Linked DNA regions of Mus musculus: all the other regions are linked to region 1. Evidence: chromatin contacts called from public HiChIP or PLAC-seq data. All regions are on one chromosome and are shown on one strand. The core of a region is the stretch at or near the end of the contact, and the rest is flanking DNA. Distances in the headings are between cores, read along the strand shown.

Region 1 (4,340 bases), core at 1,815-4,314:
CCTCCTTCTGTTCCTCAAGGCTGCCAAACACTTTCCCTCCATCTGACCTTCCTGTTGTCTGTTCCTGCCTGGAACAGCCTGCTGTAAGGCCTGCTTATGGCTGATTTCTCCTCCTCCTCCTCCTCCTCCTCCTCCTCTCCCTCCTCCTCCTCCTCTCCTCCTCTTCCTCTTCCTCCTCCTCCTCCTCCCCCTCCTCCTCTCAAGGAATCCATCTCCACGGAGACACACTGAGAAAGCACCACTAAACTTTGCTTTCTCACAGAATCCTGGTTTGCATTACAGAGCTCAGCACATTCAGTCTGATTTGTGTACTCTCTTCCTTATATTTTATTGAGCACTGTCTAAAATGTATTCTCTGGGAGCAGAAAGAAAATTTCATGTTTATTGCCCTATTTGAGGCTCCTAGAACAGTGCCTGGCATATAGCAGGCACCTAATAAATAATTACTAAACTAAATGTTTAGGTGTTAAAAGTACATTCAAAAGACAAAAGAAAGAATTCATTTCCTAGAAGTGCTGGTGGCTTCAGGAAGTTGATTTGCTACTCAGTCACATGTCTATTACATTTCACTTAGCAGCTGGCAAATTTCTGGAGATTCAGGTCACCTGGTTTCTAAAAATATCTATCCACTATAATTCCAGAGCAATCCCTGGGGAAGTGACTATACTACTATTAGCAAGGAGTAAACTCCTTTAAGCCTGGAGGCCTGCCAGATCATTGGCGGTGTCTTATTTGGTGCTCAGATATAGCTTAGATGATAAATTATCTGATGTCCAGTTCATTAACAAGTCAACTCAAAATAACTAATAATTAATTGTAGGTAAGGTGACTTTGACCATATAAACTATATCAATTCAGGAATGTGGCAGGCCAAGTCATCTCTCTGGAAGGGGAAGTGTCATAGGTTAAAAAAGAGAAAGAGAGAGAGAGAGAGAGAGAGAGAGAGAGAGAGAGAGAGAGAGAGAGAGAGAGAGAGAACAAAAATGTGCCCACTTCTTATTAGTAAGTCGACTAATGAATCCAGGATTCACCCAGACATGAGACTTGGTTCTGGGCAAGCAAGTGGGAGCTACAGGGAAATACCAAGTACAGGCAGGCGCCATTGTCATCTTCTTACCAATGTCTTCATGAAACCTATTTTAAAGAAGATAAAGCTAAGGCTTACAGAGATGAAATGACTACTCCAGTGTCACTTAGCCAGAAGCTGTGAAGCTCATGGCCTAAATGCATCTTTGTCTGAAAGCCCCCACTGCTCTGCCCAATCTCCCTCGACCACACAAACAGCTTGAGGAGCATTTCCCGCACTAGGAAGACTAGGGAAATGCTAGGGTAAACTCTATGAAGTTCACATAGGATACTTTTCCCTCTGTGACATGACAGTGCAACCTAAGACTTTAAGAGATGATATTGGGGCAAACGAATAAAGCTCTGCCAAGCAAATTTTGGCAAATGCAGACATATGACCTCGGCCAGCTCTGCCCTTTCCATGGTCAGCCTGTGTAAAACACACCTATCCCCAAAGATAGATTCAGGACTGTCTTTAGGGGACGACTTCAAGGTTCTCGAGTCTGAAAGAAGTAAGATAGCATTCTAGGTCCTGTGATTTCATGATTCTAGTAATTCACTACATATTCAGTCACTATACTTTCCTTAAAGGGTTGTGTGTGTATGTGTAAGTACTTATATGTATGTGTTTAGTATATGTGTGGAAGCCAGAGGTTGTTTATCTTCCTCAATTTCTATCTACATTATCTTTGAGTCATGGCCTCTCACTGAATCCTGAGTTCCTCAATTTGACTGGATTGGCTGGCTAGCAAGCCCCACGGATCCTCTGGGTCTGTCTCAGGAGTGCCTCCTTATATGGGTGCTGGTGGTGAAATTCAAGTCGCACTTGACCAAGCCCTTCACAGGCTGAACTTTCTTCCCAGACACCTTCACTACAAATTTAATAACTGACGCTTCCTGGCTGTCGGGGTGACTGGCAATGAAGACACTGTTCTCAGAAGACAAGAGAACAAACACAGTCTTGTCTGTCTCTTCTAAGACTTGTTGAAAGGGAGACTTGGAATGACTGGAGTACGTGTGTGGAGGAGGGGAGTCCCTAAATTTTCCACAATGAGCATGTGTGCTTTTTAAGTCCAACTCCTTGATTCTTAGGTGAAGGAGGGAGGGTACAGCTGAAGGGAGCAAAGAGTGCTTAGACCCCTGGTTCTAGAGCTGTCACAGAGAGAGTGGCAGTTGCGGCCAAGTTTCTGATAGTTTTTGTCATCTCTCTTTTTTCTCGCCCCTGCACCTATTCACATTATCATGTCACTCCCCAAAGCCTCCTACCTTCTCTGGAATAGCTGAATCTGACAGTTTAAAAAGCCAGTCCTCTACAAAGGTCAAGGAAAACGAGTTCTAGTGTTTGAAATAAATCATCTATGTTATTATGTACTATATATGTAGATAGATAGATAGATACATAGATAGATACATAGATAGATAGATAGATAGATAGATAGATAGATAGATAGATAGATAGATAGATAGAAGATAGATGATAGGTAGGTAGATAGATAGATAGATAGATAGATAGATAGATAGATAGATAGATAGATAGATAGATAGATAATGATTTTATGGGTTTGGGAACACAAAAACTTAGCCTTTCCCTTCCAAGATTTACTTCTGTATTATTAATTTGATTGGGAATTTTTTTTTTTATTTTCACAAATGATGACGAGGCTTCTGGAGGCGAGCCCCTTGGAAAGCAATTTGAAAGGAATCCCAATGCAAATCCATGTGCACAGATTATCTGCTTCCCCTCACCCTGGCCCTGAACAACCTACCCATCTGCAAATCCTGCCTGGCACCTTCAGGTTATGCCAGAACCTGGGTCTGCAAGCCATCCTGCACGCCACCCTAGAGGGCGCGCTGCTTACACTTTCCGCCAACGGGGCGGCCGTGCTGGCTCCCAGGCTCCATAAAAGGGGAGGAGGCGGATCGGTTTCCTTCTCTCATTGAGAAAGCGGAGCGGATTGGAAGGCTGGGCGTATAAAGCGGCGCGGAGAGCGTGAAACAAAGCAGACCGATCGGAATTGGACTTGGGAAGAGAGGCGCGGAGTCAGGCAGAAAACTTGTAGGAGAGGAGTAAAGAGCCGCTGCCTCTCCTCCTCCACTCCGCTGTGCTTAAAGGGGTTCCCGCCGGCCTTGCGATTTATTTTTATATCTGCTTTTTATAGAGAGAAGTATATATATATATATATTTTTTCTTCTAAAGAGAAAATTCCTGTTCCAAGAGAAAATAAGGCAACATCAATGAAGGAGAGAAGAGCCAGCCAGAAATTATCCAGTAAATCTATCATGGATCCTAATCAGAACGTGAAATGCAAGATAGTAGTAGTGGGCGACAGCCAGTGTGGGAAAACCGCGCTGCTCCACGTCTTCGCCAAGGACTGCTTCCCAGAAGTGAGTGTGACCCGCACGTCTTGAGGGGAGCGGCTGGTGGGGTCCCCGGTCTGGAGGACTGCGCCTTTCTCCTGCTTCACTGATTTTCTTGAAAATCTTTCTCATGCCCAGCCGTCTCTGCCGCCACACGGCCGGGAAGCGAAAGTGTCCTGGAAGGGTCTTGGCTGGGACCCGCCAGCACCCTGGGCTCTTGGCCCCAGAAACTTGCTGGTTTCAGTGTGGGAGGCCGGGTGGGGAGACCTGGGTGGGCTCTCGGGAGGGGGCTGCGTGTTTACTGTGTAAGGAGTGTGAGGTTGTTGGTGGTGGTGGTTTTTTAATTGGGGGCTTGGTGGTTTTTCAAGTGTTCGATCTACGGGTCGTGTTTTTAATAATCTCTTTGCCACCTTCCTCTTCTGTCCCTTTCGTTCGTCCAGAATTACGTCCCTACGGTGTTTGAGAATTACACTGCCAGTTTTGAAATCGACACACAAAGAATAGAGTTGAGCCTGTGGGACACTTCAGGTAAGACTCGGCACACCGCGTGGCGGTCTGAACCGGTGCGCCCGGGGGCTCGGGATCTGGTGCCCTGTCTGCTAATGTGGCTCCTTGAGGGACTTCCCGGTCCCGAGCCGCCGGAAAATGTTATCCTTTCTGGGCAGGGGCAGCAATGGGAGTGATTGTGGTCTTGGGGACAGGAGGACGCTAGGTGTCCGGAGTGACCCTGCTGGAGGAGCCTCTGGTGGCCGCATGGCCTTGTGTTGTCCTTCCTTGGAGCCGTGCCGGAGCGGGCCGCCAGGGTGGCCCAGTGCTGGAGCATACAGAGCAGCGTGGAAGCCCTCCCGCTCGCGGAGGAAGCCCCTCATGGGTGTCACCAGCCATCTGGTTTGGGGGCAGGGGCGCAGGCTGAGCTG
Region 2 (4,022 bases), core at 1,127-3,626, 600 kb before region 1:
GCTGATTATGGGGTGGATCCCCGGATATGGCAGTCTCTAGATGGTCCATCCTTTCGTCACAGCTCCAAACTTTGTCTCTGTAACTCCTTCCATGGGTGTTTTGTTCCCAATTCTAAGAAGGGGCACAGTGTCCAGACTTTGGTCTTCATTCTTCTTGAGTTTCATGCGTTTAGCAAATTGTATCTTATATCTTGGGTATCCTAAGTTTTGGGCTAATATCCACTTATCAGTGAGTACATATTGTGTGAGTTCCTTTGTGATTGTGTTACCTCACTCAGGATGATGCCCTCCAGGTCCATCCATTTGGCTAGGAATTTCATAAATTCATTCTTTTTAATAGCTGAGTAGTACTCCATTGTGTAAATGTACCACATTTTCTGTATCCATTCCTCTGTTGAGTGGCATCTGGGTTCTTTCCAGCTTCTGGCTATTATAAATAAGGCTGCTATGAGCATAGTGGAGCATGTGTCCTTCTTACCGGTTGGGACATCTTCTGGATATATGCCCAGGAGAGGTATTGCTGGATCCTCTGGTAGTACTATGTCCAATTTTCTAAGGAACCGCCAGACTGATTTCCAGAGTGGTTGTACAAGCTTGCAATCCCACCAACAATGGAGGAGTGTTCCTCTTTCTCCACATCCTTGCCAGCATCTGCTGTTACAAAAGTGTTTCTATTTTTTATAAGGGCACTAATTTTATCATGAGGAAGTCACCTAACTAAACCTAATTGCAGAGGTACTATTATTGATTTACTGATTGACCCCGTATGGAGGTCTGGAGTTGCAACATGAATCGCAAGAGGACATATTATATCTGTATCACTGACGCTTATGGCATTTCTTCAGTGTGTGTCCTGGGATTCAAGACCTATCGGCCTTGGTAGCAAGGCATACCTGTGAGTAGAAAGGAGGGACGTATGGTGAGAGAGAGCCGGGGACTGTCTCATGTCCTCCCCTTACTTTCAGAAGCACCATTGGATTCCGCTGCAAACGGTTTGCTAGGGATCACGGAAAGGGTGAAGTGTCACTAAAGACCACGAAAGGCATTGAAAACTTCCCAAAGCAACAGGACGCAGAGGGAAGTCCTTCCAGAAGTTAGATCCTCCCTGAATGCTCCTCTTAGGAGTGTATGGAATCCCTGCTTCTGCCCGCCCGATTGATTTAGGCGTCTATCTCTGAGAATTTCTCTTCAAAGTTCCACAGACAAATCTGTTCTCACACAGTGGGAAAACACTCCACACCCAGGACTCTGCGGTTGAGACAGAAGCGCTTCCATGCTCCAAACCTTTGGGTTTCAAAAGGAAATCTGTGGAGCCTATATTTCCCACAGAGGTCAGAACAGGGTGTCAGATCTCTCAGAAGTGCCCTTTCAGATGGTTGTGAGCTGCCATATGGGTGCTGGAAATTGATCCCTGGTCACCTGGTCTCCTGGAGGAGCAGCGAGCACTCTCAGACACGGAGCCACCTCCATAACACTAGTAGTAGAATCACATTTAGTAGCTTTTGACTTCCTAACCCCTGGCAGAAATTTCTGAAGGCACTCTGAGGAAGAGTCTGGGTATTACATGTCCGGTCCTGCCCTCATCCAGCCCTTTCCTGGGGCATGGTCCAAATGCAATTGTTTTGAATCTTCCTGCGAGTAACAGTGATTATTGGCACACACTGGTGCGTGCAGGACACACCCCTTCCACCCCACCCTGTCTGCACCTGCCTCTGCCACCAGTAAACCACAATTCTTATGGGGAAATGGAGGTGTTGAGACATTCCTACAACTCCCTCGTGGGGTTGTTGGCAAGGTTCTTCTCTGCCAGTGGACTCTGCATGCTCAATTATTATGTTAAATAGAAGCAATTAACTCTCTGCTTTTCAAACAAAGGTCCTTCCCAAATGACAGGAAAAAGAGGGAGGGGAAAACTCAAACCAAGCCCAAATGGGTGCACTTCTGACTTAGACACATCTGTAGCTGTTTCCGTGGGCTGAGAAACGAGCTGTTTGGATCTGCACTCGTCTTAGACAGATCTGTTTCTTCCCTAGCCTCTGGCCTGAATAGAGATGAGTTAGCTGGAGTTTGTTTTTTTCAGTACCGTTGTTACTGACTCCCAAGATGCCACGCTAGTGTGTCATCTATTTCTAACACGTTTGGATATTCCTTACTTCTTAGTTTACATTTAAAAAAGATCATTCGGTGGAACCCTGGGAGACAGTGCAGATGTCAAATAATATTGCCTGACTTTGCATGACAATATCTCATTTTATTCTCTAATTTAGTTTAATTCAAAGCAAGGCTAATGTCTGTGAAATAGCCAAGGCAGAGACCAGCTGGGAAACTGACTGGCATCGCAAGCCTCACTCGGATTAACATTTCAAAAGTGACGCCATATGGTGTAGGACTGTGGGTTTTATGGCAAGGACACTGAATGCTGGATATGGCAAAGGAGCACTGACCACCCTGCGGCACCTGCTGGAGGGGAAAGGAGCAGAAGCCAGCATGGTAGAAATGTGGCTTTCACTCCAGGCTGGCTTTCATGCAGCGCTAGAGCAGACGTCCTTGCCATTTTACGTGCAGGACAAGTGGAGTCTGACGTCAGGGTCCTGTTTTCAGATTGTTTTGAGTGCTGAAACCATCCCCCAGAAACCAAAGTAAGTACCCTGAAAAGGTTCTGGCTGGAAAGATCCAGGCACATTTCAATGTCATTCATGCACCAAAGCATCGAAAAGGTGTCATAAATTGTGCTGAGCATCTCTTCAGTTTTATACTTGTATAAACTAGAAACGTAAGTGTGATCAATACGTTTCCACTCATTTGCTGTTACTTTTTCTCAAGTGTTATTTGTCATAAAGCACAAGATCCACCCAGGGGCCATTTCAGCCGTTTTTGTCAATCTGGTACAGCAGTCTCCCTTCCCAAGCCCAACTTCTTCTTGGTGGGTGGAGCCAGACTATTGTGAAAACTGTGTTAGATCATGCCGAACAAGGGAAGAGCAGGTCTGGAGAGCAGGAGGAGGAAAAGGAAGAGGAAGAGGAGGAGGAAGAGGAGGAAGAGGAGGAGGAGGAAGAGGATGAGGAAGAGGAGGATGAGGAAGAGGAGGAGGAAGAGGAGCAAGAGGGAAAGGAGGAGAGAGCAATTTGGGGAATTAGATATCATGAAGCTTATAAATGAGCTTTTCAATTATCAAGTGAGTTTTGAATTTACTCTAAAGTTCATAGGATTTTAGTTTGTTACTTTATAAAAACCACATTTAATTTACTTATTTAACGTGTGTGGGGTGTGCACATACCACGATGCTGGTGGGAACACTTGTGGGGATCTGTTCTTTCCTTCCCCCTCGTGGGCGGTTGACTGTAGACACTTTAACCTCCTGAGGCATTCTCTCTTATCTGGTTAGATTTGTAATGAACCGCTCAGTTGGAGTGTTGTCTTTTGGTGATTTATTTTCTTCTTAGGTTTGACTTTGTTGTTAATGGAATTTGGTTTCCCTGGCATCTAAATGATGGGAAATGTTACAGTTCCTTAAGGGAGGAGAATTCAGTATATGGTGAACTTTGCATCTATTCTAAGCCTCTGTGGGGAGTATTCTGCTCAAAGAAGGATACACACTCTGTGTCTGTGTTTGTCTCTGTCTTTCTGTTTCTGTTTCTGCTTCTCTCTGTGTCTTTCTGTCTGTCTTTCTGTCTGTCTTTCTGTCTGTCTTTCTGTCTGTCTGTCTCTTTAAAAATCTAGGTAGTCTTTTTTCCTTTGTTTTCCCAAGGGCAATTTGCTTTTTATAAATACTTAATAATTAAGCTGGGTTTTGTAGCACACAACAGCTGTGAGTCCAGCACTCCAAGAGGCAGAGGCAGGAAGATCAGGAGTTGAAGTCCAGCTTGGGCTACATGGACACCTTGTTTGAAAGCCCCGAAAACAAATGAACAAACCAGCAAAAAAACATCAAATGAATACATAAATAAAAAAATGGAACTCCCAATCTCTTGAATGTAGTGTTTTCTTTTAATATTTGTTTTGAAATTATTTCTAATTTGGCC
Region 3 (4,237 bases), core at 1,497-3,996, 890 kb before region 1:
TCTCTATTGTCCTCCCTCAGCCTCTGGAGTCTTGGTGATTGCAGAACTTCTTCCTCAGGAACAGGTCTATATGAAATTGTTTTGATTGTTTGCTCTTTTGTTTTGTTTTGTTTTGTTTTGTTTTGTTTTGTTTTGTTTTCCTGAGACAGGGTTTCTCTGTATAGCCCTGGCTGTCCTGGAACTTACTCTGTAGACCAGGCTGGCCTCGAACTCAGAAATCCACCTGCCTTGTGCCTTCCGAGTGCTGAGATTAAAGGCATGCGCCAAACACTACCTGGCGACTGTTTGCTTTTTTGAGACAATGTCATTTTCTAGCTCTGGCTGACCTGGAACACACTATGTAGACCAGGTTGGCCTTGAACTCACAGAGCTCCATCTGCCTCTTAAGTACTGGCATTAAAGACATGCACTGGCATACTTGATTCTGCCCAGATAATTATAAACAAAGCCTTTTATGTATGTATTTTTTAACTTTGAATGTTAATTTATTTTGAGGCAAGTTTTTTTCTGTGTATTCCAGGCCAGCCTGAAACTGCCAAGAACTAGAAGTACAAAATCAGGACCATTATTATTTTAAAGTATTATCTGTTATTTAAAAAAATATTTATAGATTTAGAATTTTCTGCTATCATGACAAAACTTAATACAACAAAACTCTAACTTTTAAAAGATACATGTGTCTAAAACTATTTTATTCATTTTTCTCTTCTGCTATTTAATTTTTAAAACTGAAAAAAGGGTTTTTTTTTGTTTGTTTTTGTTTTTGGAAATGACAACAGTGGACTGTAGGCTCTGCCTTGTGCTGCTTTTTTTTTGGGGGGGGAGGAGTTAAGTAACCTTGCAGACATCACTACTTGAGCCTCAGTTTCTTCATCTAGAAAATGGGAACAATGATAGCAGTAGCCACCTATCAGGACCTTATAGTATGCCTTTTGCAGATCCAGGAGGAAGACAGAAAATAATTGATCTCTGTCTTCAGTGTTCAGTTTCGAGACCCACATTGACTGATTTCTCGTGAGTCTGTTCCTTTCTTGGTGAGTTGCCGTTAAAGAAATTAGAAGTCACAGAGTTCAAACGTCCTGTTCTTCACAGTTGTTACCAGATCCTTCCCTTTGAACCCAGCTCTCTTTTCTCCCTGAACAGTTTCTAATATTATATTGACCCAACCAACTGTAACCAATTTGTGCTGGGCTGACTAGTCAGTAATTCGTCCCAGATTGAAGCATTTGACAGGGTCTCAAGCCTCTGTGCTGTGCTCCTCACAAAGGCTGGGCTCGCTTCACTCCACCTTCAGGGCAGAACTGCTTTTTACTCAGGTTTACAGTTCTGTAGCATACACATTCAAAACATTACAAAAACAATGACTTCAAATCACCCCAACCCAGGAGAATTTGACAGCCTTTCAAGATCTCCCCACATGACTTCAATTCCTACCAGCTTTATGGTGTTTCCCCATTTCTGACGAATGTGTCTGTATTACCTCAGTTGGATTGCATGTACACGTCTACCAAATTTCAGAGCCCATCTTGACCAAATGGTCACACTGCGACTAGTTTCGGCTCAAGTTGGAAAAAGAGGCGGCAGGGCTGTGCATTTCAAATCCAGCTAATGAGATCCTCATGGCTGCAGTTTCTACCACAGAGAATACTGCTGAGAGGGAAAAATAGTCTACAGCCATGTGTTGCCTAGCAAGCAAAAAACCAAGATCTAGGTTGATTTTGCTTTGTCTGTTTTTTGTTTGTTTGTTTGTTTGTTTTGTTTATTCTGCACAAGAATAAGATGATCCCTCCAACAAGCAATCAAAAAAATTCTCTACTAAATACAATAATGAACAAAATGTAGCATCCAACTTAAATGATAAGGATTCAAGTGTTGTTCTGAGTGCTATAATGGGAATTCTGAGTTTTCTGTGTTAATATTCATTTGCTGGTCTTTTGTTCATCTTCAGCGTTTAGCCCAAGTCATTCCTTACACTTAACAAAAACAGCAAAAAGAACTTTCCCCATTTAACCAAAGGTCTAGGAACGTACTCCCATGACAGAAAGAGCCAAACCTGATGAACGTACTAAAAAGGACAAAGCATTTTCATCTTCTTTCCTGCACCAGCCACACTCGAGCCTTGTTAGAACAGTTGAAAGACAGAAAAGTTAAGCTGTACCCTGTAGCTCAGAGTCCACAGAGCTCAGAGATGCTGCAGGTCAGCCTGCATCATCTCACCTAAAACCTTACTGCCAGTGCAGTGGGAAAACAAAACAAAAACGTTATAGTAGTGTTTTAGTTCCATAAAGAAATACCCACCAGTCAGCGACCATATCTGCTTTGAAATCTTGAAATATATTTTTACAATGTTAGCACATCTTAACCTCTTTTTTGTTGTTGTTGAACAATATATTGTATAAAAGGATAGCCTTCAATTTTAAAAGAAAACTTTCTTTGTTTAATGGCATGCCAGTCACTGTCTCTCTAAAGTATTTTCTGTGAAAACACCAGCTTTGAACACACTAGAAAATTTCACTCCTTCCATTCAGTCCTCTATGATGTCAATGGATCGATATTCCCAACATGAAGCTCGCGAGTGAAGTTTCTTACCAAGCCATATGGAGTTATGAAAGATCCCGTTCTTGAATCCCCATCCGTGAGCCTCTTCCCACAGCAAGACGCATAAGCAAAGGAGGACGACCATCTCTTCGGTTGCAGAGCCGGTTACAATGTCGGGGCTGCCCACACGAAATTCTCAGAGCAGCGGCTGGAATGCGGCTGAAACATCTGGTTTCCACATCTTTTAAATAGTTTTTTTCGGCTGTGAGGTCAGCATGTATTCTCCAATGGCACTTTCCGTTGCGGAGTTACACAATTAGTTCAGTGTCTGAAGCAAGCCCTCTGACTCATTTGCATTGGCAACCAGAACGGAGGGCGGGGGATGAGCATCTACGTTTTAAAGTCTCTTTCTCAGAAACAAGTTCGTTTATTTCTGTCAGTCACCAGCACTTTTCAGTTAGAAAGTTTGTGGCGTTTGTTGCAGATTAAGAAGCGGTAAAAAAAAAAAAAAAAAAAAAGCCGAACTCCAGCGGAATTCTCTGAGAAATCCTGAAGGTCCTGTTTGAATTGTTAATTTGGGAGTCTGTGACTTGACCCTAATCTTCGTGGTCTTGAGTGTGATAGTATCGCTTTAGTTTTTGCTATACATTGCCAAATAAGTCTGTGAAGATTTATAACAAAGGTACAAAGGTGTATGTAGCTTGGCAAACCCAGCAAGACAGGACCCCCCCCCCCCGTAAATACACCAGTTTTGAGAAAAGGAACCCAGTTTGAGAGTCTTAGGACATTCTTGGACTATCTAAATATTTCGCTATGTTAACACAAGGCGTATTTTAAGTAGTTAGATACTAGCAGGTTTGAAGGACTCCTGCGGGGTGGGGGGTGGGGGGTGGGATGGCTAGACTCCTTACAGTCATAGCCTGCATGAAAATAGGCGGGAGCTCTTCACTACTGGTCAGAAGAATAGGATTTCGGTCATATTTCTGGTTCTGGGGGTAGACATGGCATCCTGAACTGCCTAGAAAGTCAGTCATTAATGGGTAACTAAGCCTGACTCTAGGAAATTTAAGATTACTATGTAGCAAGATTACTATGTAGCAAGAGGCTTGTCTGATACAGACCAGCCAGGCCCAATGGTACGGGACTGTAATTGCAGCAGGCCTGACCTACAAAACGGTCTCTTTCCAGAGATGCTTATGTGCCCACCCACTCAGCCTGTCCTCATGCCTGTCACTCTGGGCAACTTAATGAGACTGTCTCAGAATAAGAAAAGGAGACCGACTGTGGGAGAGGGAGAGGGGGAGGGGTACGGGGAGGGGGAGGGGGGAGACAGCTCAGCGGTAGAGCATGCCTATAACATGTGTAAGATCCTAGGTCCAATCATCAGTACCAGGCAGACACAAAGATATACCATACCATCCTCTTTCCTGTCAGAATCCACACAAACAGGCTCATCAATCATTTGAACACCACAAAGCCTCTCAGAAAAAACATCTGTTAAAAAAAAAAAAGCCAAAAAGCAAACAAAACAAAACAAAACAAAAGCCCCATGCGGATTGTGGTAGTAGTATCTCTGAACCTTTTGGCTATTGTGTACTATTTCTTTTGTTGTTGTTGTTTTCTTGGCGATAGGATCTCCGTCTATGTAGCCCCGGTTGTCCTAGAACTTGGCTATATAGATAAAGTTGGGCTCGAACTC
Region 4 (3,822 bases), core at 423-2,922, 790 kb before region 1:
TAGTGGGGATGTGTCAGCATGGTGGCATCAGCTTGAAATCCTAGCACTTTGAAGGCCGAGACAGGAAGATCTGGAGATAAACTATAAATTGAGGAACTATATAATTACATGGAGAGGAGACCTATCTCATTCTGTCCTAAAATCTTCATAGCTGTGAAGTACCATCAAGTATGTAAGTAGGTCCTTTCATTGGTGAGCTGAGTGGACTCCTCACTACAAGCAGCATATATTCATTTCTGTCCGGCCTCTTGGGGTCACTCATGCACTAGTGTTGGAAGGGAACTTCCAAGAGTAGAGCTGCTAAGTTTGAGGATAATTGCACATTTACACGCTTGCATGTCTTTGTATTTTGATAATGCTAGAACAGGAAGACCTTTACCTTAGTCACGGTAAAGGTCACGGCTACCAATCCTACTGAAAAGAAGAAGAGCATCAGAACAGCATACTAATTTTATTAATAGCTTATCACCATTGAATGTGACACAGAGGTCATCCGAGAGAAACAGCCAGAGGCCCGAAAAATACAGTTTTTATGCTCAAGGTAGATAAAGATTGGACAGCTTTGGGAACTGTGACTGGACAGAAGTTCGCTTTCTTGTTCTGGTTTGCTCTCTATTGCTGGATAAACTCCATGACCCAAAGCACCCTGGGAAGGTCAAGGTCTATTTTGGTTTATAGGTTACAGCAGCGCAAGCCAGGAACCTGAAGCAGGAGCCTGGCGGAACTGCTGCTGACCACTTCCTGTCTGCTCACTTTCACCTGCCTAAGGATGGTACCGCCCACAGGAGGCTCACCTCTTCTGCATAAATTAGCAATCAAGAAAATGCCACACTCCAATAGCGGCAGTACACCCCTTTAATTCTAGCCAAGGCAGGCAGATATCCCTGTGTTCGAGGCTAACCTGGTATACAGAGCAAGTTCCAGGACAGCCAGAGTTACACAGAGAAATCCTATCTCGAAAAACCAAAAAATGAAAAAAGGACAGAAAATGCCACAGACATGCCTACAGTACAGAGGTAGTTTCTCAGTTGAAGGTCCTCTTCCCAAATTAATCAAGTTGACAGTCAAGATTAGCCATCCCAGCCTGTCTGGATTCATCTTTGCTCTGTGCAGCATTCCTTAATGCGGGAATGGGACTTCCCTCAGAGAGAGGGGAGTATGTTTCATAGCTTGTTTGGGACGAGAGGTGTCTATTTTATATGACCCAACGTTGGGGAAGAAGAATCCTGTTTTCTGTGACTGGCTTAGGGTCAACAAAAATGCAGGAGAGAGTCAGGAAGGGGTCAGAGGGACTTGGCTTCAGGAATAGGGCAAGCTAAAGTGCTTATGTGGGGAGCTGTATTCTGAGTCCCTGAGAGATGTCCAAATCTTTAGAAATGTTTGCATCTAAACTGGTTTGTGGGATCTGCTAATTTGAGCACACCGGTTGAAAATTGGTATCTCCCAATTTCAGTTTCTATTTCTTTACAAGGGAGTTCGTGCTCTGCTTTTGCCTTTATATTTCTTTGATTTTACTGGGCTAGATTTCTTGTGTCCCAGGCTCCAGGGCCATTCGGCCAAGTGATTGAGTTTTGTGGGCAGCAGGGTACCTTCTTCATGTGCTCTGCGTTCCACCGGTGATGAGCCTGGGCGGACCCTGCTGGCGGGAAGGAAGTGTCGGGGATCGGGTTTGAGAATGCGCTGGAGAGACGGGGCAAAGCCTAGGAATGAGTTTGGAGAGAAGCCCAGATGCCCCTGGGGCATCTTGCACAGGTACCTCAAAGGCGCCAAGGGACCGACCCAGCCGGGCTCCGCCCTTCCAAACTGAGTCTCCAAGGAAACGGAACTGGAAAGCGAAAGCGGAACCCGTTCACCTCCAGTTTAGCGCTCCCGCTGCTCGAACATCTCCGAGGCCTGGCAAGTCGCTTTTCCCCGGGTTGCAGTGCAGGAAGGCGCGCCGAGGGTCCCGGAGCACGTGTCCTGCGCGGTCGCGCGCCCCGAAGTGGCCGTCACGGGCGCAGCAGGTCTGGCTCCCACGCGTGGGGATACGGCCTCTTTTCTCACCCGCCCCTGCTCAATAGGCAGGGACTCACGGGTTTTGTCCGGAAGGTGGTTTGGGCGGGACTGCGGTTAGGAGTGGGGGCGAGGACAGTGACCCAGAAATGGAGGCTAACTACTGGAAGGAGCCAGTAAGAAGTGTCTGAGCTGAAGGCACTGGCTTGCTGTCCCTCTCTCCGTCAGAGCTAGGCCTTTGACCAGGGACCCGGGGTTTTGCCTAGATGACTGTGTTTTGGAGCTGTTACAGTGAGTGCGTGAGTTTCTATATATATTTTACCTGATTTTGTGTGTGTGTGTGTGTGTGTGTGTGTGTGTGTGTGTGTGTGTGTGTGTGTGTGTGTGTGTTTTACTTGGTGAGAGTCAAGGTATAGTGCATGAAAATAAACTATTGAGAAAACAAATAGAAAACAAAACAGCAAATGAAATATTTCTTCTTAGTGCCACACTTAAGAAGAAAGTGTTACTTTACACCACTGTCAGTCTGTCTGTCTGTCTCCCTCTCTCTCCCTCTTTTTCTCCTTCCTTCCTTCCTTTCTGACATCAAGGCCAGAGCTTCTTAAAGCAGAGCATGGAAACTGTAAAATGGCACCACACCTCTGCTGAAATTCCCGTATTTCATAGTCTTTGAGTGGATTGTTTTTCTTCTTCACTGTGCACAGAGGAAGACAGGTCATTCTCTGCTTATAACGGGTCTCAGGAGAAGGCATGTAGCCACATGTCCTCAGACTTAAGTGAGTTAGTGAAGAAAGGATGTGCAGGACGTTGACGAGACCACGGAATGAAGTGAGGTCTTGCAGAACAAGGTGATTCTAAAGATAACGTGTGCGTAGACACTTGAATTAAGAAACGCATTAGTGCTGATGAGGTGTGGAGCTCTCCTGAGCTTAAATGGATATTTGTCTTTGATATTGATGAATGGCTGGAAGGTCTGTAGTTCATGAGCCACTTACCAAGGAGGCTGGCGTGGGCTGTCAGGGAACTGTGCTGCAGAGATAAAAGCCAGGAAGTCACACAGGCTGGAAGTCTGAAAAGTTCCTCTTGTAAGGGAAATTGCATTAAGTGTCTGAGGACTAGACTGAGGTATATTTTCATCTTTTCACTATACCATCTAGAAGACAAATAGTTTACTTCCATTAAAGTGTCTTTTTTGTCATATACCCAGTAAGTTTTAACTTTTTACAGTTTTGAGAATTTTATCTTCAGGAGGTCTCCCTTTGCCTTGTATTCGACCAACATGAGCCATGCCCCCCCCCCCTCCCCACATCCCTGCCCCAGCTTTGTGTGCTGAAAACAACTTCCCCCTGTTCCTCTCCCCTCCCTCCTCCCCCCTCCCCGCCCCTCCTCCTCCCTCCCCCTCTTTTTGGTTTGGTTGTCCAAGACGGTGTTTCTCTATGTAGCCTTGGCTGTCGTGGAACTAGCTTTATAGAGCATTGTGACCTCACACTCATGGAGATCCACCTGCCTCTGCCTCCCAGTGCTGGGATCTAAGGTGTGCACTGCCACTGCTCAGCCTGAAAACTTCTTTTTTCTTGATATTTTGTTGTCTCAACTCCAGTTCTGCCCCAGCCTTCAAGGCCTCTCATTCACAGAGCCTTTCGTGCTTTAGCCAGAATTAATCTTGCTTCTTAATCCTGGATGGCCTTTACTGTAGTCTTACAGGATTTTATTGTGGGTGGTATGTGTTCGAAATGAGATGCTCTGTTTCCTTCTGTAGAGCAATATGGTTTTTATGCAAACCGAGCTCCTCTGAAATGACGTAAGTGACCTTCTTATCCTTGAGCTAGA
Region 5 (4,369 bases), core at 1,438-3,937, 730 kb before region 1:
TAAGATTCTGCCTCAAATAAACAACAAATAAATCCCCTCAATTACACAGACAACAAGTACATGGATTTCATAGCTGAAGGGCCCCATTGCTTCAGGTTCCCTCCATGAAACATCAGGACACTAGGGCAAGCGCATGCTTGGGTTTAGGTAGGGTACAGGAGCATGCATAAGGCCTCTTGGCTCTATCCCTCAGATGGGAGACAGCAACAAAGCAGGCTCTCTGCCTTAGACAGAGGGACTGAACACAGAAACAGTGAGTAAAATTCTATCAACAGGACGGCAGCAATGCTAGAAACATCAAGATAACATAGGCAACTACAAACGAAATGAGTTCCATGGGAATCCCTTGGCTGGGTAGTTTATTAAGCTGTATTTTGTCATCCAAATTCCTGAATCCTATTAAAGGAGAGGGAGAGAGAGAGAGAGAGAGAGAGAGAGAGAGGAATGAAGGAAGGAGGAAAGCAGGGAGGGAGAGTGAGAAAGGGAGATTCTTAAGACCCTTTAAAAGTTAGCATCTTGCTTTGCTACTCAGTCTGGTCTCAAACCCACAGACTCCAGTGAATCCCCAGTCTCTTGCCTCAGCCTTCTGAGTTACTGGGATTGCAGGCACACACTTCCATCCTGCTTGCTGTGTTTAAATTGTTTAAACTTCAGCCGTTGAAGTTTCAGATATATAAGCAACATGACATCATCAGTCGATGCTCTCACCAACACATGCATACACAGTTGACCACACTGCACTTCACCATTGATGAACCAGTGATTATGCATTGCCATGAACTCAATATACTTAATCACACGTTTTTTTTTTTTTTTCCTTTCACCTTTACTAAATGCTGTTTTCTGGTCCAGCATCCCTTTGGATGAGGATATGCTATCTACTTTGTTGCTCTGGGTTATGACAGAGTTGTGACATAAAAAACCTTGCCTTGTTATTATGATGGCTCTGAGAAGGAACGACCAGACATTTGCAAGAGGGACCCGCATGACAGTGCCCTCCTCATCACGGCAGTGGCTGTTTGCCTGACTACCAGAATGAGGTTGCTAGCAGGGTCTCACTGTGAACATTGTCAGCTCTGCTTCCTCTTACTATACAGCCTTTGAAAGGCATCACGTTGTCCAGTCTGCACTTCAGTGTGAATGCTGTGTCTCACTTCTGTAACATGGAATAGCTACATGCAAAGATTTTTTTTCTGCACAGTAGGCAAGTCCTTTTCCCACTATTTATGCAAAACATATTTAAATGAGTGAATATTGTCTCAGGGGTAGTTATTTTATGATTTGGGTTATAATTTGACGAAATTGTATTTGGTTATATATTTCTATTTTTTTTGCTATGCACTCCTTTCACTGGGGGCATATTCACTGTACACTGTGCTAAGTTCCATATTGACAATTATTTCAAGCATGTCATATACTTTGTTCATATTCACTTTAGTCGCGTCCCACTTGACCAGCAAGAAAGACGCAACCACCGGTTCTTTTTTAAGCAGTTTACTCAGGCAGCTACTTACTTAAAATCCCCCAGCCTCTCTAGTTACAAGTGTTTTTCTCCACTCCAGCCACAACCACGCCCCCACCAATCACCACAGGTCACATCACCTCACCAGGCAGGCTCGCTCAGCCAATCAGGGATTAAGGGCGGGCCATCCACCAAACATGGGCTTGTTTACTACCTGGAGCAGATTTCCATCCTGCTGACCTGTTTACAGCCTGAAATGGCTTCCTACACACTTTGTTATGCTTTTTTTCTGAAACATTTATCTCAGAGATGTTGTGTCAGAAACCCGTAATATTCTTTTGTTGTTGTTTAACTTTTTATTGATTCTTGCACCCTAATCCCACTCATCTCCTTGTCTCGTTGTATCCACCCTTGCAACCTCTACCCCCAAATAAAATAAAATAAAATAAAATAAAATAAAATAAAATAAAATAAAATAAAATAAAATAAAATAAAAACCCACATCTAGTCCTGGAAGGTGTAGTGTGTCCCACACTATACCCTTTCGTTCCCACTTTACTTGCAAACGTTCTTTGCAGTGAGTCATTGGTCTGGTTGAGACCTTTGGCTTCTGTTAAACCATCTATACTGGATCCTTGCAGGGGCTCCTCGTGTTGTTGTTCTGGGTCTTGGAGATCCTGAGGCTTTGGGTCTGCAGGACTGGCCCTTTCATGGGCTTCAGCAGATCATTTATGGCATAGATATTGGGGTGGACCAACTCAAAGCCCTGGATCTGGGCCTGGGAGGTAGGTGAGTTAGTCAGCCTGCCAGCTCTTCTGCCCCTGCACCACCAACACAAGCTCTCCAGCACTGCCCGGCTTAATGCTGCAGCTGGCAAGGGTCAGTGCCAAATCTCCCATGCTCAAACTCTCAGGGCTGACTGCCCTGCTCCCCCAGCAACAGGGTCAGCTCCACTGTTCTGCCCAGGCGAAGTTCAGGGTCGCTCTCCTGAGTGCTGCAGCCAGGAAGGGACAGGGACAGTTTGCCAGCTCAATTGACCTCAGCGACAGACAGACATCTTACCTGCTGCAAAGTGGGAGGGAATCTCTTCTTTGCCCACCCCACCCCTCTGCAGACAAGGGGCAGGACCAAGCTCATCTTTTCAGGCAAGCTCACCCACTCTGCTGCCATCAGGGTCAGCTCTACTGTGCTGCCCAGGCAAAGGCTGGGCCCGGCTCAGCACAGTGCCTTAGGAGGCAGTCCAGACCAGGGACACGTGAATGGACTTTGGTGCTAACATGGGCCTAGAACATCAACACAGACCCAAGTGCCATAGGACCATGACATGGACATGACTCAGCAGCAGCAGCAGCAGCAGCAGCAGCAGCAGCAGCAGCAGCAGCAGCAGCAGCAGCAGCAGCAGCAGCAGCAGCAGCAGGAGTCTGGATGTCCCCATAGCCTCAGGTGGAAGCACGGGCCACTCGGATCAGCAGATCCCCGATCAGCATTATCTCCCTATGGTAGCATGACCCTCAGTCATCCACACAATCTCTGGTGACAGCCCAGACCATGGACATCTGCTTGGCCTTTGTGGTAACTCAGGCCACAGACATTGACAAAGACCCCAGCTGCAACAGAACTGTGGACTCAGACATGGCCTTTGGCTGGACCTGGCCAGGACCTCTTCATATCCACTGGTTCCTCTCCACCATCGAGTTTCCAGTTCCACCTTTCTTCACAGTGCATGGACCCTTTGGCTTCACTTTCCTCCCATTTCTTCACTGCATACTTTATCTTTCCCATCTCCCCATCACACATTCCATCGCACATTTGTTCATCTTAGTGTGGTCTTGAGCATTGCTTGGGTGTTTTCAACCTTTTCTTCTGGCCTCCCTGGGTCAATGTGGCTGGGGCGAATACTTCAGTATCTTTCTTCTGGCTGCTGTTAATTTCTTGTTAGTTTTTTTTCTTCTTAATCCCTCATACCCTCTTACCCTCCCTCCCTCTCTCCCTCCTTTTTCCTCCCTCCCTCCCTCCCTCCCTCCCTCCCTCCCTCCCTCCCTCCCTCCCTCCCTCCCTCCCTCCCTCCCTCCCTTCCTTCCTTCCTTCCTTCCTTCCTTCCTTTCTTCCAGGACTTGCTATATAGCTCAAGGTGGCCTGGAACTCACTATGTGTCTTAGGCTGACCTCTAGATCTCAGTATCTCAATGTTCTTGCCTTAGCTTCCCCAGTGTTGGGATTACCAACCCTTGAGACCCAGAATAGACTTGCTGCTTTTCTTCTCATCTATAGCCTCCAGTCTAGATTCTATAACACATAAAATTGGTGTAGTGACAAAATTATTCTCCAACTTGTCCACAAGCCATAGACTTTTATTAGAATAAATGCAGCCATTGTTTTGTGTAGAGCAATGGAAGCTATTCCACAGAGGGCATGGCACCCATAAAGATCTTGGGCTGCTCACATGCTGTGATGCCATTTCCCCCAGTCTGTTCAGTGGAGGTGAATTTATGCTGTGTATTTAACTGAGCTGGTGTGGAACCTGAGGCATTAGGATGTTCAGATGTTCTGACTGGCAGAAGACTCACCTGCCTGGCAAGCAGTAGCTATACAAAAGCATCACTAACTTTCAAACGATGTTTCAGCAGAGTACACAGAGCTTCATAAAAAGCGTTAGAGAAAAACAAACAAACAAACAAAACCCCAAACAACCCTTAGACGACTTAGATCAGAAATGATAGGTATTTCTTTAAAAATATTTGTGTGTTGAGGCTGGCCAGCGGCTCACGGGTTCGAGCCTGGAAGGCATCTTGGAATCTGGAAGAAAAGAGGGAATCTAGGCTACGCGAGAAAGATGGAGCTAAGACAAGATCCTAATCAAAGCTCAATTTTAATATTCGGAACACGGGGTTATAAAGAAGGGGGAGGG
Region 6 (4,386 bases), core at 822-3,321, 920 kb before region 1:
AGCTACCTGGTTCCCAAACTGGAAAAAATCCCTCTGCCCCAAACAAACAAACAAACAAAAAAGCATGAATATGAATACTGTCTATCGAAAGGGAAGACTAAGATAGTTGCCATTTTAGGACAAATTACTCAGACCTTCCAAAACACAGATCTTATTGTTTTAATAAGACATAAGCTTTGAACTGACAACCCTAGACACTTTAGACTTTAGGCAAATGAACCGATTTCCTAACCTGCAAAGTGGGGCTTTAAAGAGCAGACTTGGTCTATGGATGTAGCTTAGTGGTACATACATGAACTGAAGTGAGAGGACACATAAGGTAACTGAGAGCACCTGATGAACCATATATAATCACTTGAGATAATAATCTCATCAATATAACTGATGATATTTTGTATTCAGGGCATTAACAATGCACTGGATAATGATGCTCCATCCACAGTGAAAAACCATTTTATCAGAAAGCTAGTCAGAGTTGCTCCTGGAATCCCAGATTTGGAAGGCTAAGAAAAGATTTCAAAGGGCTCAGTCTAGTGGGTTCAGACTGAGGCAGTGCGAAGTCATTAAGAAAGGAACACAGACCTTTAAAACCGTGTACAGCCGAGAAAGGTTTTTCTCGATTTCTGCAATGACTTCTTTTCCTTCTTCTCCAGTCATACGACTTTAAAGGAAATAGAACATAAGCTTAGTCGAAAGCATAAACAAACAAACAAAAAGTTATTGCCATCACTTTAAGGATTACTTTCAGGGCTGGAGAGATGATCCAGGGTAAGAACACAGAGAGGCTCTGGCAGAAGACTGGTGTTCAATCCCAGCACCCCTATCGTGGCTCACAACCACCTGTAACTCCAGTTCCAGAGCCATCCAACACCTGGAGCCGCAGGCACTCTAACTCGTAACTGGCTTTTTGTTTTAAGTTTTTAAAGACGACTTTCAAGCCCTTGGAATTAACCTCTTTCTTTAAAAAGTTTAAAGGTATAGAGAAAAAATGTTTTAAGTTAGACCACATATAAGCGGTAACTTGCCTCAAAGCTTTTTGGCCTCGAAAACGTATTTTTTCTTTTCTTTTTTTGTAATTTTTACATGAGAAAAGAAAGTGGGAATCCCTTTCCCTAATCATGTTTTCTAACTCAGAAAATACGAAAGTTTAACAAAATTCAGAAATTTTTCTAAAGCCTTTCAAATAAGTCAAAACGGGGTTCCTGGCTCTGCTTTTTTTTTTTTTTTTTTTAAGCCAATTCTGGGGCCGGTTTGCTGACTCGCGCACCTGTAATCTCAACCACTCCGGCAGAACCACAAGTTCGAGGCCGGGGTCGGGGGATGAGCACTGGAGCGAGCCTGAGCCAAAGACCCTAACTAAACCCACTAACTCCGGATCGCCAACTTTCCCACGGCGTCCGAGGTTCGCAGGGCAAAGCCCTGCTCTCCAAACGCCTCTCGACTCCAAACTTTTCTTTAAAGGCTTTCCCGTCTGCGGGCCAGACAAAAAAATACAGAACCGCTCGTCCCCGAAGAAGCCCTCGGACGCCGCCGCTGCGCCCCGCAACGTCACTCGGCAGGCAATGGCCCGGTGCACCCCGAACTACCCGCGTCCGCCGGGTCCCCACGGCTGCCCCGGCTCCCGCCCCGGGCTCGTCCCCCCGGCCCGCCTCACCTGGTCAGAGTTAGGTAGGCGTCCGTCTGCTCTCCCGGAGGCACCGAGGGGTCTTCCCAAGTCTCCAGAAGCGGCTCCAGGGGGCTGCGACCTGGGGCCGTCATGTCGGCCGCCACCCTGCAGCGAGGCCGGAAGACACCCAGTAACCGGTGGCACGGCCCGCGCGGCGCCCTCACCTGCACGCCGGGCCGCGCGCTCGCAGGCCGGCCTCCCGCCTGCCCGGCTCCCGCCGCCGCTTCCCAGGCAGCACGGCCGCGAGGGGGCAGAGGCGGCGCCGGCCGGGCCGAGCCGAGCCTCCCGCTCCTCACCCCCCACGCGGGAAGTCCGCTCCGCAGCTCGCCGCCCCGGGGCCCGCCGTCCGCTCCCGGCTCGCGCTTATTTACTCACGCGTGCAGCCCGCTCCTCCACGACCAAGATGGCGGCGGGGGGCGGGCCCAGCGGCGCGCGGGAGCCGGGCAGGCCTGGCGGGAGAGGCTCGAGCCAATCCAACGGGCGGTGGCGCGCCGGGCTGCTCGATGGCCTGCTGCCCGCCCCCGCCCCCGCCCCCGCCCCCGGAGCACCTCGGGGGGTGTGTATCGCCTCCAGCCCGGGGCTAGAGATGGGTGATGTAAATTAGTGCCCCACTCCACCTGACTCCAGCTACTTGCTCAGCCGACCAAGTTTGCAAAACTCCAGTGCTTCCCAAAGGAGCCCACAAAACCATTTGATTGAGAGTGAATGGCAGGCTGTTGGGCTTGTTTTGTTGTTGTTTGCTGCTGCTGCTGTTGTTGGGTTTTTGTTTTCTAGAGGTCCACTTGCTAAACCTAGCTCTCTGCCTCTAAGCCCCAGCCCAATGAGTAAGTCGGAGGTGCCTCAAAAGCCACGCATTCAAGCTTTGGTCTGTGACCTTAGGAAATTGACTTCATCTCAGCTTCTGAGAGTGGGGACTAGTGGCAGCACATTTCTTAGCGGGGGGGAGGGGGGGAGTGTTGCTAAAGGAGACCCATGGCGTGCATAACAAAGGCCTGGAAATGGGCGGTATTGATTTGCAGATTTCAAAATACCGCCCTTCAGCCTTGAGATTCCTCAGAGGCAACTGCCTAGAATTGGTTTACTTCCATTGGACCCCAGGTGTAGAGGGGTGACGGTGGCCCTGGGATACACAGGTGCGGCAGAAACGACAGTAAACCCTTAAACAACGTGGTAATCATTGAAATCGTTTCACGTGCCTCTCAGCACTCTCCACAACCCGCAAGATTGTTTCAACTTTAAGCACAGAAGGTCAGGGAAGCAGGACCTAGTGGCCCACGCCTTTACTCCCAACACTTAAACTGGCTAGGCAGACAGATAAAAGAGTTCCAGGACAATCAGAGCTACATAATGAAACCCTGTCTTTAAAAAAAAAAAAAAAAAAAAAAAGTAAAAATAACAACAAAGAATAATAGGGCCACCCAGAGCCAGGCTCTACTAGCGAATTTGCCTGGCACACTGAAGCCCTAGGTTCCAACCTCCAGTCTGCCGCTTGTTCTCAACAACCCACCAGCACCTAACTTTTCCCTGTGAGAAGCCCATATTTTAAATCCCCCTTTTCAAGAATTATGGGTCAGTTAAGCCCGGTAGTACACACCTGTTTCCCGGCACTCAGAAGGCTGAGGTAGAAGACAGCTCCGGTTCCAGCTCTCACTGACTTACAAAGCAGGCCCGTCACAAAAGTCAAAGCAAATATTGACAAGCCTTCAGCTTCATTCAGTGGGAGTGGGGAAATCCGTGGAATCTTTCCGTCCTTTACCCCACCACCACCCACATTCCTTCCATTGAGATTTAAATTCTCCTGACCCCGGGTGCTCAAACACAGAGATCCTCCAACCTCCCGCGTCTGGGGATTAAAGGTGTGCACCACCACACCCAGCTCTAGATCTCCTAAAATGACTTAAGTTTCTGCTGGTTGGTCCAAGGTACTGGGAGCAACAAGTGTTGCTTTTGTAAAATCGTTGAGCTCCACATGCAATTTTACTAGGCTAATGAGTTCTCTGCTCTTTGGTGTTTTCTATCTCATAGAAAAGGGTGAAAGATTAGAATCAAAACAAATTCCCTTACCCACACAGACTACCTGCAAAATTTCTAGAAAATTTAATCAACACAAATCTGTAATCCCAACACAAGTCTGAGGCAGTAGGATTGATGTGAGTTCCAGGACAACCTGGGCTACATAATGAGAACCAGGCCAGTCAGAGCTACATAGCCAGACTTTTTTTTTTCCCTCTTCAAAACGAGGCAGATGTGGTGCTGCATGCCTTTCATCCCAGCACTTAGAAGGAAGAAGCAGGAGGATCTCTGACTCTGAGATTAAAGCCAGCCTGATATACATAGGAAGTTTCCAGAGACTCAGAACTACATAGAAAGACTAATTTAAAAAATAAACAGGCAGCCGGGCGTGGTGGCGTACGCTTTTAATCCCAGCACTTGGGAGGCTGAAGCAGGCAGATTTCTAAATTCGAGGCCAGCCTGGTCTACAAAGTGAGTTCCAGGACAGCCAGGGCTATACAGAGAAACCCTGTCTCGAACAACCAAAAATAAATAAATAAGCAGGCTTGGTGTTACACACCTTTAGTCCCAGCACTCTGGAGGGAGAAACAGGCAGTTCTGCATGAGTTCAAGGTCAGCAGAGTCTACTGACTGAGTTCCAGGACAGCCAGGACTACACAAACCCTGGCTTGAAAAACCAATAAAATGTTTTAAAAAATTATATATAC
Region 7 (4,052 bases), core at 663-3,162, 820 kb before region 1:
ATGTACCCCCCAAAAACACCCAAGCATGCTGTTAAAAAACACATTTTTAGATTTATTTTTATTTAATGGGTTTGTGTTTTGTCTTCATGTATCTGCATCTCTAGTCTGCCCACAGAAGCCACAGAGGGCATTCATTTTCTGGAACAGAAGTGACAGCAGGCTGTGTGGAGCTGGGAATAGAACCTAGTGTCTCTGCAACAGAAACGAGTGCCTTTAATCACTAAGTGATCTCTCTAGCACCCCAAAGGCCGTTTTAAAGATCTTGTGTTGTAAAGGTTAAAGCTATTATTCTGCCGTGTAGAACTGGTTTGCTTAGGGACTTGGCTGTGACTTCTCAGCTGATTTCTCGGAACAATAACTTTCTTTTTGGCAACCTGGGATTTCAGCATAAGTGACTTCGCTTTTGCTCTGGAACTCAGTCCAAATCAATGACTTCTTATGAGTTTTAATTGACATATTCATGGTCCTGCTCAAATTCAGAAGAAAACCTAAGTAATACTCAGACCACTTCTTTCTTTCTTTTTTTAAAAATTTTTTTAATTAGGTATTTTCCTCATTTACATTTCCAATGCTATCCCAAAAGTCCCCCATACCCACCCCCCCCCACTCCCCTACCCACCCACTCCCCCCTCCTGGCCCTGGCGTTCCCCTGTACTGGGGCATATAAAGTTTGCAAGTCCAATGGGCCTCTCTTTCCAGTGATGGCCGACTAGGCCATCCTTTGATACATATGCAGCTAGAGACAAGAGCTCCGGGGTACTGCTTAGTTCATATTGTTGTTCCACCTATAGGGTTGTAGTTCCCTTTAGTTCCTTGGGTGCTTTCTCTAGTTCCTCCATTGGGGGCCCTGTGATCCATTCAATAGCTGACTGTGAGCATCCACTTCTGTGTTTGCTAGGCCCCCACTTGTTTCTTTTTTAAAATAAGTAATTTGTTTATTCACTTTATATCCCAACATCAACTCTTCCTCTCCTCCCAGTCCCACCCTCTCACATCTTCTCAGCCCTTCCCCATCTCCTTTCCGAAGGGGAAACCCACCCCTGTGTATTACGTCCGGATAGCCCCATTCCTTATCCAGTGCACCACTCACTGAGTGTTTGTTCTTTCTAATTGGGCTGACAACTCAAAAGAAACCCTTAACCTGTTTTAAAAGACAGGGTCTTACTATGTGGCTCTGGTGTCACTGAAAAGTAGGTCCTATCACTGCCTTCACCACCCCCACCCCCCTCCCCGTGTCCACATCCTACCCAGACAAGGTCTCTCTGTGTAGCCTTAGCTGTTCTGGAACTCTGGCCTTCAACCTTCAACTCACAGAGATCCTGCTACCAACTAGGGGCCCCATCACTTTTTTTTTTTTTTTTTTTTAAGACAGGGTTTCTCTGCATAGCCCTGGCTGTCCTGGAACTCACTCTTAAGACCAGGCTGGCCTCGAACTCAGAAATTCACCTGACTCTGCCTCCCAAGTGCTGAGATTAAAGGCGTGCGCCACCACTGCCCGGCTCCATCACTGTTCTTGATGGAAAGAATTTTGCTTCTGCCAAGTGCATCATTTTATTCCGAGCCGTTAGTTAGTATGCACAGATATAGAGCGCCACCATGTAGAAGGGAGGCCCTGATAGCTCTTTGCTGTCTTCCACAGCTCTGTGCTCATGTGCTGCCTAGCTGTGGAGTAACCAGTTCTTGATGTAGGATTAGGGAACACTGCCGTTCTTGACGGAAGCCAGCTATTTTTCTAGCAAAGGAAAAGTTCACATCTAGCGATGTGTTTGTTTACAAAATCTTCACAACAAAAACAAAGCTTAGAAGAAAACTTTCAAGGGTCATAAAATCCAACCCAGGAAGCAGCTTTCTCAGCTTCCTGGTTTATCTTGTGCTTGTGTCAAACTTTATAACCGTCTAAAAAGTTACAGAGAGAGGATTTGCATAGAGAGCTCTGGTTTCCATCCAGCTTTTCAACAGCGTGTTCCGCATAATGCACATAAATAAGCTTTTCTAAGCAGGTCTCGGAGTTACTGCCAATAATAAGAGACAGCAGCAATGGCGCCCTGGACGAAGTCCTCAGGGCATGGAGCAGAAGCATCCTGTTTCTAATAACCGAAAGTGAAAGTAAGGCCTGGGACTGAGCGCTGCTCGTCGCTGAAGCCAGGTTAGTGTTTTCGAGGTAGAGTTCAGTTCTAAGGCACCGGCTTCCGGGAGCTGCGCAGCGAGCGGGTGAGTGCTTGATCCATCCTCGGTCCGCCGCGTCCCTGCGGTCCCACCACCCGCGCTCAGGGATGCTCCACCCGGCGCGCGGTGGGCGGCGGCTTCCAGCGCCGCGACTCGGGGTCTGGGTCCCCAGTGCGCTGCCTGGAGACTCGCCCGCTCCAGGCGCTCCGGCCATGGGTTGCTTCCCTTCCTGGGAAAAGGAAACTTACAGTCATTGGGACTGGCTCCAGAAGGTTCTTAGAAAAATGGATTTCTCAGGAAGACTATTATTTGTATTTCTTTGGCAGGTGCTGAGTTCTGTAGTCCTGCCTCACTTTTTCAGAATATGTAAGTTGTTGTTGTTGTTGTTGTTGTTGTTGTTGTTGTTGTTGTTGTTGTTGTTTTTGGAAGGAGATGTTGAAAGGAGAATATTCAATGTAAGTTCTAGCGGGCACTGGTTTGGGTTAAGAGGACTCCTGCTCCAAAGGCACCCGAGCTACCTTGTGTGCCCCGAAGGAAACTTCCTGTGTCCTGTCCAGCCAGGAGAGAGGGAAAGCAGCAGGTTCCACTGGGCCAGAGAATGAAATCACCTCTCCTTTACTCCCCACAAAAAGCTCTTGAACATTCACCAATCAGTTATTCTGTTCCGGTCTCCCCGGCCCTGACTTGCAGAGAACTTAACTGTGAACCAATCAGTTCAGTTTCTGCATTTTCAGCTTTCTTCTCTGCCTATAAAGCAAACTTCTGCATAGCAGTGAAAACATTTGAGGCAACTGCTTTCTATTTACATTGTGCTGGCTTTGAACTCTTGATCCTCCTGTTACAGACCTGTGCCACTACACTCAGACAGACCACTTACTCGATTTATTCAATCAAGTGTGCCCTGATTGTAAAAGAAATTCAATTAGGATCTTTTAATTGTTAACATTGTATCCATCTTTTGACTTGTTTCTGGTCTATACAACATGGATACATTATAATTTCTTCCTTCCTTCCTTTCTTTTAATTTAATGTATATGAGTACTCTGTAGCTCTCTTCAGACACACCAGAAGAGGGTATCGGATCCCATTACAGGTGGTTGTGAACCACCATGTGGTTGCTGGGAATTGAACTCAGGACCTCTGGAAGAGCAGTCAGTGCTCTTAACCGCCGAGTCATCTCTCCAGCCCATTTTCTTCCTTCTTTATGCTGCCAGGAACTCTGTGTACCCGCCCCCCGCACCCCCCCCCCGATATAAGTATCCCTAGGAAAATGAGATGATTTTTTTTTAAGTTTACTGCCATAATAAATTACATGGCCTTGGTGGCTTATGCATACATGTGTGTGCATGTACACACTTTTCAATTTAAAAATACTTACTTTTAGTACTATTTTAAAATTAGATTGTGTGTGCCCGTGTGTGCCTGTGTGTGCCTGTGTGTATCCGTGTGTGCCCGTGTGTGTCTGTGTGTGTCTGTGTGTCAGTTGTAGGCATCTGCGGCTCTCCCTGGATAAAGTAAAAGGGCTAGCAGAGCTGTCTTCTGTTCTGGGAGCTCTCTCGGGATGAACTCATTCCGTCTCCATTTCCAAAGTTAGGACCAGCATTGCTTCTCTGATCATGTTTCTGTGTTCAGTCTAACTCTGGTGTTATCCCCTTCTTACTCTAGAGGGCCTTCTGGATCATGTTAAGTTTTCACACACAATGCAGGATGATCTGCATATTGTGTGTGTGTGTGTGTGTGTGTGTGTGCACTCGCGCAGGCTAGCACGTGCATATGTGTACATACCTGAGCATGCACCTGTGGAGGCCAGAGGTGGAAGGCTGGATATTGTCTTCTCTTTTGCTCCACCTTAATTTCTGAGTCAGGCTCTCTCAATGGACCTGGAC

What was found. HiChIP or PLAC-seq counts read pairs in DNA pulled down with a chosen protein or histone mark.
Region 2: an H3K4me3 HiChIP or PLAC-seq map of neural tube shows a contact between it and region 1, with 5 times the contacts expected there. The contact joins the enhancer-like site here to the promoter of Rnd3 in region 1. A contact is called at or near these places in 4 of 39 promoter capture datasets (3T3-L1-derived adipocytes, hippocampal neurons, maxillary cranial neural crest and 1 more), 2 of 15 datasets of contacts at CTCF or cohesin (both in the NIH/3T3 cell line), 2 of 484 Hi-C or Micro-C datasets (cerebellar granule neurons and cerebellum) and 11 of 115 datasets of contacts at active chromatin or transcription factors (VIP interneurons, craniofacial prominence, differentiating embryonic stem cells and 8 more).
Region 3: an H3K27ac HiChIP or PLAC-seq map of embryonic stem cells shows a contact between it and region 1, with 4 times the contacts expected there. The contact joins the promoter of Tnfaip6 here to the promoter of Rnd3 in region 1. A contact is called at or near these places in 2 of 39 promoter capture datasets (embryonic stem cells and hippocampal neurons), 1 of 15 datasets of contacts at CTCF or cohesin (the NIH/3T3 cell line), 9 of 115 datasets of contacts at active chromatin or transcription factors (astrocytes, differentiating embryonic stem cells, embryonic limb bud and 3 more) and 1 of 9 other capture datasets (adipose tissue).
Region 4: a contact with region 1 is called in an H3K4me3 HiChIP or PLAC-seq map of embryonic limb bud, with 6 times the contacts expected there. The contact joins the promoter of Rbm43 here to the promoter of Rnd3 in region 1. A contact is called at or near these places in 12 of 39 promoter capture datasets (cranial neural crest, embryonic stem cells, frontonasal cranial neural crest and 6 more), 1 of 15 datasets of contacts at CTCF or cohesin (the NIH/3T3 cell line), 5 of 484 Hi-C or Micro-C datasets (the N1E-115 cell line, embryonic fibroblasts, embryonic stem cells and 2 more), 23 of 115 datasets of contacts at active chromatin or transcription factors (the NIH/3T3 cell line, bone marrow-derived macrophages, craniofacial prominence and 15 more) and 2 of 9 other capture datasets (adipose tissue and liver).
Region 5: an H3K27ac HiChIP or PLAC-seq map of VIP interneurons shows a contact between it and region 1, with 8 times the contacts expected there. The contact joins the enhancer-like site here to the promoter of Rnd3 in region 1. A contact is called at or near these places in 1 of 39 promoter capture datasets (maxillary cranial neural crest) and 13 of 115 datasets of contacts at active chromatin or transcription factors (SST interneurons, VIP interneurons, bone marrow-derived macrophages and 9 more).
Region 6: an H3K27ac HiChIP or PLAC-seq map of embryonic stem cells shows a contact between it and region 1, with 3 times the contacts expected there. The contact joins the promoter of Rif1 here to the promoter of Rnd3 in region 1. A contact is called at or near these places in 11 of 39 promoter capture datasets (the 3T3-L1 cell line, 3T3-L1-derived adipocytes, cranial neural crest and 7 more), 6 of 484 Hi-C or Micro-C datasets (cardiomyocytes and embryonic stem cells) and 16 of 115 datasets of contacts at active chromatin or transcription factors (astrocytes, cardiomyocytes, embryonic brain and 8 more).
Region 7: an H3K4me3 HiChIP or PLAC-seq map of stem cell-derived neural progenitor cells shows a contact between it and region 1, with 4 times the contacts expected there. The contact joins the promoter of Nmi here to the promoter of Rnd3 in region 1. A contact is called at or near these places in 3 of 39 promoter capture datasets (embryonic stem cells, hippocampal neurons and liver), 2 of 484 Hi-C or Micro-C datasets (pro-B cells and uterus), 6 of 115 datasets of contacts at active chromatin or transcription factors (astrocytes, embryonic limb bud, embryonic stem cells and 3 more) and 2 of 9 other capture datasets (adipose tissue and pancreatic islet).

Annotation. Positions count from the first base shown.
Region 1 is chr2:51,147,835-51,152,174 of GRCm38.p6, reverse strand. Rnd3 (Rho family GTPase 3) reads left to right here and starts at 3,064. Exons shown (of 5, transcript NM_028810.2): 1 at 3,064-3,450; 2 at 3,864-3,951. The coding sequence starts at 3,301.
Region 2 is chr2:51,751,550-51,755,571 of GRCm38.p6, reverse strand. No RefSeq gene overlaps it. Among named protein-coding and RNA genes, the nearest start is that of Gm13490, 22 kb to the right of the region's middle. Within about 2 kb of position 2,376, at least 38 of the 459 cell types and tissues checked have an H3K27ac peak or open chromatin away from gene starts, as enhancers often do. A contact at or near this core is called in VIP interneurons, cerebellum, embryonic basal ganglia and 2 more, where this site is marked.
Region 3 is chr2:52,036,622-52,040,858 of GRCm38.p6, reverse strand. Tnfaip6 (tumor necrosis factor alpha induced protein 6) reads right to left here and starts at 2,746. Exons shown (of 6, transcript NM_009398.2): 1 at 2,590-2,746. The coding sequence starts at 2,683.
Region 4 is chr2:51,933,013-51,936,834 of GRCm38.p6, reverse strand. Rbm43 (RNA binding motif protein 43) reads left to right here and starts at 1,672. Exons shown (of 5, transcript NM_001141981.2): 1 at 1,672-2,003.
Region 5 is chr2:51,873,684-51,878,052 of GRCm38.p6, reverse strand. No RefSeq gene overlaps it. Among named protein-coding and RNA genes, the nearest start is that of Rbm43, 59 kb to the left of the region's middle. Within about 2 kb of position 2,687, at least 8 of the 459 cell types and tissues checked have an H3K27ac peak or open chromatin away from gene starts, as enhancers often do. A contact at or near this core is called in VIP interneurons, where this site is marked.
Region 6 is chr2:52,070,522-52,074,907 of GRCm38.p6, reverse strand. Rif1 (replication timing regulatory factor 1) reads right to left here and starts at 2,071. Exons shown (of 36, transcript NM_001355415.1): 1 at 2,042-2,071; 2 at 1,655-1,771; 3 at 583-661. The coding sequence starts at 1,758.
Region 7 is chr2:51,971,068-51,975,119 of GRCm38.p6, reverse strand. Nmi (N-myc (and STAT) interactor) reads left to right here and starts at 1,912. Exons shown (of 9, transcript NM_001141949.1): 1 at 1,912-2,211; 2 at 2,493-2,532.